Linked DNA regions of Mus musculus: region 1 is linked to region 2. The links are chromatin contacts, called in public Hi-C maps. All regions are on one chromosome and are shown on one strand. Each heading gives the region's core, a stretch centred on a gene start, on an enhancer-like site or on the middle of the called end of the contact. The rest is flanking DNA. Distances are from core to core; before and after follow the strand shown. Region 1 overlaps Apba2 (amyloid beta (A4) precursor protein-binding, family A, member 2). Region 2 overlaps Apba2 (amyloid beta (A4) precursor protein-binding, family A, member 2).

Region 1 (3,684 bases), core at 1,015-3,514, 220 kb before region 2:
GGCCCACTTGTGGGCAAGCACAGGGAAAGACTTGACAGGAGGGATTTGGTCCCGTGGCTCCTGTTCTGTCCTTAGGCAAAGGCCAGTTTACCTTGGCTAAGAAACACTTGGGCCCGAGAGGACTACCTTTCCTCTGGGCTCACCCCACCCTGGCTTCCAACACTATCTGGGACCCAGGAGTATTCTGGGAAATGAGAAGTATAGAGTCCCCTCTCCTGCCATGCTCTAAGGCCTTGGAGCTCTCCCACCCACCAAACCCTAGGAGGCCAGAAGATGCCCTCTGGTGTCTACTCCACGATCTTGCCCTTACTCTCATCCTGAAATAAATTTTCTTTGCCTGATTAGAAAGCTATCTGCCACCCATCCAAGAAGCCAGGATTGGGCACGCACTCAACAAGAATCCAGGATAATTCATTCACTCACCCTCATAGACACACAAAAGCATTCATTCACTAGTTCCCCTATGAGCACATTCATTCATTCCAAAGCCCCCAGGGAAAGCTTCTAGGATCGGCTAGGGCCTCTGCAACCGGCAATTTCAGAACTTCCCTGCCGACGCACCCAAGCTCCCTATTTTAAAGATGCCTCCCACGAGCTTTGCAGAAATATCTCCTAGTGCTGAGCCCAGTGGATGGAGACAACAACATTAAAAGGCACATTTTCAGGGTTACTAAGACTGATTGAAATCTTTGTCTCTGTAGCAAGTATCTCATCTCATATCTAAGTGCATACCTCCAAGGCAGTACCAAGGCATGCCCCGAGGGTCCCTGTGCTGGACACACTGGTGTGAGGAAGGAAGCCTTGCTCTCATCTTTGCCTGGTGAGCTGAGATGGGGAGGCACTGAGATAGCCCCCACATCCCAGCTGCCTAGCCCATCTCCGAGAGGGTTCATTTTGGAGGGCAAAGTCGAGCAGAGAAAGTTTTGGAGGCCCCAGCCGATGTGGCTTACCTCCTTGCAGTTCTCTGAGTTTGAGAAGTGGATGAGGTCGTCATTATACATCTCTTGGGTATTTATGATGTCGCTATATTCCTTCTGGCTCAGGTCTTCGGGGTTGATGCCATTGGCCCTCAGGAACTCCTGGTAAGCCACGCTGAAGGCCTGCCCAATGGACTGGGCGATCAGCTGGGCCTGTGGGAAGGAAGAAAGGCATGCTAGACCAAAGCACGGACACAGGCTCCACTAGGGGTCCATAAACCTTCATAGGGGTCCTCGTTTGGACTTAAAAGACTGAGGGAGTGACTGTGAGCTCTAGGCTGGCAGAAAGCTGTCTGCCACTTACACCCCGCCTCAGGCCACCATGATGAGCCTCTCTGCTGTCCCTGCTACTTCATGTCCAGACACTGGGACAAAGCAAGGTTTTTGTAAAATCACAGAAAATGGTGCTTGCTAAATATCAGACTTTCTTGCTTTAATTAGAAACTGTAATGTATTCTTATTTTTACCTATTTTATTCTAAAAAAAAAAAAAGACCCAAAAAACAGAACTGAGGCCCCACTCCAACCCCAGAAGTATCACATACATGGTTAGCTGTCTGTTTTATCCCCCCAGAAGTACAAAACCTAAACATAAGGAGACGAGTGCGTGTACTACATTGCTATGATATGAGACGGTGTGCAAGCTGAGGGTTACAGGACCTGGGACCCAGAGCAGACTCCACGCCACTGGGGACATTACTTCTTTCTATGCCAGCAGAAAGAAGCCTACGGAGGCCTGGACACTGATAAGAGATAGCAGGGCCTTCCTGCCTGCAGTGTAAATGGGACAGTGGGAGGCAGGCTCTAAGGTGGACATCTCCTTAACCACATCAAGCATGCTCCAAGCTGTGCAGCCTCAGGAAGGTGTGGAAACTCTCAGTGCATAGGAAAACCAACATCCCCCTCCCTTGCCCCAACCTCCCTGCTGTGTAAGCCCCACCCAGTCCAAGTCCTCCTTATGTCCCTCCTCCCACACACCGGCCATTGAGGGGCCTCTGCCAGGTAACCCTGAAAACCTTGGTTCAGTATGTTTTGAGAACAAAGGGGCTGGCTTCAATTCTTTTCTCCCTCTGCACAATATGTGATTTAGGTGCTTTTAAATGAGTAAGCTCATCTAAAATTAAGCTGGGCTGGATCACATCTTAGCATGAGGTAGAGGGCTTGCTTTAAATATGGACTGATTCTAGGTTGAACTGCCTGCCCAAATCAGACCTGAACAGCTCAGAGAAAGGATGCCGCAATGCTCTCACTGTTCCCACATCTGCATGCTAGCAGCGGGTGGATGTGGTGGCCCATCAACCACTAGGTGGCGCTGTTGGCTCAGATAAGGAAAGCAGCATTTGAGGGTCTCTCAGTAGTAAACCTGCAAAGTGGTGACTTTGGAAACCACAAAGGAGGGAAGGTCTTAGAGAAGAACCACAGATTGGAGGGGCTGCCCTAACTGATATCTCAGTGCCCCAGCCTCCAAACCCTGTGTCTCCACCTGGGAAGGGCGGAATGACTGCATCAGACGTCTTCACCATGAAAGCTCCAGACTGGGTTCTTCCCACCTCCCATCCTCCTACCTCCTCTTCTTGCAATATTATGCCTCCTCCTCCTCTCCCTATGGAAATGCCCCGAGACTTAAGTCAGCTAACACATTAGAATGATCACCCTCTTCAAGAACAATCCATGGAGTTTGTACTTCCTGCTGTCTCTGCTTTCCCCTTTTGTCCCTACCTCCCCTTACTGTCTCCCACCTGCCCTTACTGTCCCCACATCTCCCCTCCCCCCACTGCCTTCCCACCCTGCCCCTTGCCCTTGTGTCCTTGGTTCCCTCCTGCCAGAACAGGAGCCAATTCAAAGCCAATTCACTAGCTAAGGCACAATGCCAGCCCATCCAACAGGCGTCTCTTGCCTGTTCCAGCTCACAGCCAGGCCTGTGGGCACAGGCTGCTAAAGACCCCATATGGCCCGAGGGGTAGGTGCAGGAGCCTTGGTGCCTGGTGGCCTCCTGCAGGTGGGAAGAGGTCATGCCTAGCATTACTCTTCCTGGCTCTGTCACCTCCATAGCAACATCCACTCTTCCTTTATCCCTAGAGCACTGAGTTCTGCCTTGCAGAGGGCTACCCAGGACACAGCAGGACAGGCTACCATCATGTCCTCTCTCTCAGCAGCTGCTCCGGGTACCTGACATTGATGGAACACTTTTCTCTCACTCCTTCACGTCTATGTAACTTGGGTTCTACCTTCACTGAGTCCCAAAGATGTCTGCACCAGCTGAACCAGGGCTCCTCACATGCTTGGCTCCTCCACAGTCTGCACGTGAGCCTTACTTGATGACTCTTGCTCGCTCTCCCTATCACTCGACACTCACCACACTGGCGCTCGGAGACATCCCCAAACTCCCAGCCATAAAAACATGCCTGCCTGTCTGTCCACAGATCTCCATGCAATGGTGGGAAGTGTAAGACTGTGCACCGTCTGGTAGGGCTATACAGAAATACTGGTCTGTATAAAACACCCCTTGCTCCAAAGCACTTTCCACTGATGCCTTAGAAAATAAGGAACACGGTCCTCACACACTGCTTTGAACCTTGCTTTCAGATGAAGATTCCCTCCTGGGTTTCAGATCGTGAAATGTATGGATCCTACACTGACGTTTGTGAGTCCTTCGGTGACCAAGCATGCCTTGGCCCCTTGGGTGATTCCTGATGTCACAATATTGC
Region 2 (3,652 bases), core at 386-2,885:
TGACAAAGGGCGACAACATGCCAGACACATTGCTCCAGATGAGGCTGCATCTACAGAGACATCACAGTCTCTAAATGGGGTACAGACCCCTCATCTAAAGGCTTGGCATCCCAGAAGTGGTGTGGCTTTCCAAGTGTTTCAGATTTGGGAATATTTGCTGAGGTTTATCTTGTGGTTATGACCGAAGTTTAAATGAAAAAGCCATGCTCCGTATGAAACTATATGAACTCTAGAAATACTCTATCTGTAGACAGTTTTATTTGGTATTTAAAAGACTTTTGTGTGTGATGTGAGATTTACATAAGGAAGAAAGTTGGAATTTTCCACTTGCAACATCATATTGCTCCGAAAGTTTCAGGTTTTGAAGCATTCAGAAGAGGGATACTCAACCTATAATTTGATTTCATTTTGTTGAAAAATATTAAAAATAATAAGTATATATATTCATATAAAACATGGGTTGACAGGCAGTGGTGGCGCACATCTTTAATCCCAGCACTTGGGAGGCAGAGGCAGGTGGATTTCTGAGTTCGAGGCCAGCCTGGTCTACAAAGTGAGTTCCAGGACAGCCAGGGTAATACTGAGAAACCCTGTCTCGAAAAAACAAAAAACAAAAAACAACAACAAAAAAACCTTGGGTTGAAAAATTCCCATAGAGAAAAAATGGGAGGATTAAATACCAAGCTGACAATATCTGCCTAAGCAGGGGTTAAAAGGGAGGAAGGAGAAAGGCTTTCTTTTTCTTGGTTATTTATTTCTACACTTTTAATTTTTATAATTAGTGCATATTTGTGTCATAACCAGAAAAAAGTAAGTGGGAAAAAAAACTGCTTGTACAGAATGAAAGGCAAATGGTGCCTGAGTCTAGGAAGTCCCTGTCCCTTCAGGACCAAGGTCTTGTCATCCTCCAGCTCTGATGCCAGAAAACAGCTCTCTGTGTCTCCTCTAAAGATAGAGGGTAACTGCAGTCGGAGGCAGGCTTTCACACAGAGGAGTGTCACATCTATTTATCTTCATTATTAGCTCTTTGTTGTTAGATAATGAAACAATACACAAAATCTCCACCTCCCACAGACAGCAGAAGCATGGAGCTTGTGGGGAGTCAGTTCTGTTGCAGTCTTTGTGAGCTTTTGCATGGAGCTGAAAGGAATGATCACAACCACGCACACACACACACACACACACACACACACACACACACACACACCTCCCCTGCCCTGGGTGTTCAAACAACCCAGTGACCCAGTGAAGCTAAGGACCTGCACCTCTCTCTCCTTCTGGGTGAGGGGGCACTGCCCCCATACATGGACCTCATCCCCAGTCCCACACCCTCTGGTCTGTAAGAGGTCACAGTGTTTGGGAATGAAAAGCTTTAAAATTCATCACCAGAGGGTTCCCATGGAATGTGTTTCCATGCATAGAAAATGGCTACAAAGTCTAGTTTGGAGGAACTGCTGTAAATTGTTCCATTTTAAGTTCCTCAACCAGAGGAAATCTAAAAGTTCTTGCTTCCAGCCCAGCAGAGCGGATCCAGGAATTCATCACTTCTGCAAAAGGAGGACAAAGATCCTCTGGGAAACAGAACCAGGCAGCTTTTCCTCCGATGCCCAGGGCTGCCAGCCGCTCTGGACACCAGCTGGGCTCCAACGGCTCCTACCAGCCATCTGACCCAGATGCCCCCTGTGGCTCTGTCTATTACCAAGTGACAGGGAAAATGAAATACATCTTTAAAAGCACAAGAGCCCAGGGGTCTAATCAAGGGCATCCAGGGGCAATGATGGCTCCCTGGAACACCACCCAAGGGGAAGTTTCTCCACAAGTCCTTGCTTTCCCCTCCAGACAGCACCAGCCAAGTTGGAGCTGTGTTCCATGGAGCAACATATGAATGGTAGCTGGTGTGAGGTGTTAGTTCCTCTCAGTGGGGTCTTCCAATGAGAGAGATGAGGAGGGGGTATGGAACAAACATGAGTGAATGAGAGAAGAGGGCTAGCTCAGTCAGTGCAGTGCTCACCATGAAATCACTAGGATTATCCCCAGAAACCACGTCAATATTTAGAAGTGGTAGCCAAGTGCTTGTCATCCCAGTGTCGGGGAGGCAGAGACAGTAGAATCTGTAAGGCTCTCTGGCCGGCCAGCCTAGCCTACTCTGCAAGCTCCAGACCAAAAGAAAACCAAGATAACACAGGTGGTGGTGTATGCCTTTAATCCCAGCATTCAGGAGGCAGAGGCACGTGAATCTCTGAGTTTGAGGCCAGCCTGGTCTACAAGCAAGTTCCAGGACAACCATGAATATGGAGAGAGACCCTGTCTTGAAAAACCAAAAAGAAGAAAAAGAAAGAAAAGCAGACCAAAAAAAAAATGAATGGTACCTAAGGAACAACATCCAAAGTTGACCTTTGACCTCTGACCTCTACGTGCTCTACGTGCACATAAACACAAGCACACGTGTATACACCAAAAGGGATAGAAAGAGGGAAGAGAAGAATGAAGGAAGAAGGGAAGCAAATATGCAATACAGGCAGGTCGAGTCAGGAAGGAAGCCCCACCTCTCCCACAGGTCATGGGCAACAAAACATTTCTAGGGTGGTCTGAAGCATGGCGGCTTGACTCGGCGATGCTATTTCAGGAAGCCTAGCACAAGAAAGACTCCTGGGTATTAAAAGAAGACGAGAAAGAGGAAGAAGAAGGAGAAAGAAGAGAAAAGGAAGGGAAAGGAAAAGGGGAAGAGGCTGGGGTAGTAGGGAGGAAAAGATTGAGAGAGACAGACAGGAGGATAGATGGACAGACAGACAGAGCACAACTACAAAGACATCAATTATAACAGGAAAACATTCTCTACAACCCTGGGAACCAGTTCAATGTGACAGCACAAGCTTAGAGGACAGGATGCAAAATGAAGGGTCTGTGAACACAGATGAAGCCCCCATAGAGATGGAGACACAGGGTGCTGGTGGCTGCGTGCCCAAGCCCAGGGGAAGGAGGCAATGAAATCAGCCCCAGCAGGAAAGAGCTCCAAGCCCGTTTTTTTTTTTTCTTATCTTTTCCCCCTAATGCACTGAATTGTATACATGTAATAACTAAAAATAACATTTTTAAAAATAAAAATGTTCTCTTACCAAAGCTGCTTGAATGCTAAAAATGAGCTTGAAGCATAGGAAATTACCTATATTTGATCAGTCTGACATATAAAAATAACAGCTTCATATGGCTCCATCTAATTTTGCCAAAACTCCAGAGAAGTGGTAAGACCTGTAGGAACTGTTTCCTCTGACAGGCCTCCAGGACAAAGGAGGGAACTCTGACTCACCCAGGGTCCCCATGCTAGCAGCTCTCAATCCCTAGGCTTTCCTAGTAAGGAAAGCCCTGAGAGCCGAGCAGTGGTGGCGCACGCCTTTAATCTCAGCACTTGGGAGGCAGAGGCAGGTGGATTTCTGAGTTCAAAGCCAACCTGGTGTACAGATTGAATTCCAGGACAGTCAGGGATACACAGAGAAACCCTGTCTCGAAAAGAAAGAAAGAAAGAAAGAAAGAAAGAAAGAAAGAAAGAAAGAAAGAAAGAAAGAAAGAAAGAAAGAAAGAAAGAAAGAAAGAAAGAAAGAAAGAAAGAAAGAAAGAAGGCAAGCAAGCAAGCCCTGGGCACCCAGGGTCTCCA

The links. A called contact is a pair of places that touch in the nucleus more often than the background predicts.
Region 1: a contact with region 2 is called in a Hi-C map of cerebral cortex, with 2.6 times the contacts expected there. The contact joins two enhancer-like sites. A contact is called at or near these places in 1 of 15 datasets of contacts at CTCF or cohesin (stem cell-derived epiblast-like cells), 15 of 484 Hi-C or Micro-C datasets (astrocytes, cerebellum, cerebral cortex and 9 more) and 2 of 115 datasets of contacts at active chromatin or transcription factors (embryonic stem cells and liver).

The regions. Positions count from the first base shown.
Region 1 is chr7:64,740,706-64,744,389 of GRCm38.p6, reverse strand. Apba2 (amyloid beta (A4) precursor protein-binding, family A, member 2) reads right to left here. Exons shown (of 15, transcript NM_001291166.1): 11 at 951-1,130. Among named protein-coding and RNA genes, the nearest start is that of Nsmce3, 130 kb to the left of the region's middle. Within about 2 kb of position 2,264, at least 18 of the 459 cell types and tissues checked have an H3K27ac peak or open chromatin away from gene starts, as enhancers often do. A contact at or near this core is called in cerebellum and cerebral cortex, where this site is marked.
Region 2 is chr7:64,519,869-64,523,520 of GRCm38.p6, reverse strand. The region is part of intron 1 of Apba2 (amyloid beta (A4) precursor protein-binding, family A, member 2); the gene reads right to left. Among named protein-coding and RNA genes, the nearest start is that of Apba2, 20 kb to the right of the region's middle. Within about 2 kb of position 1,635, at least 16 of the 459 cell types and tissues checked have an H3K27ac peak or open chromatin away from gene starts, as enhancers often do. A contact at or near this core is called in cerebellum and cerebral cortex, where this site is marked.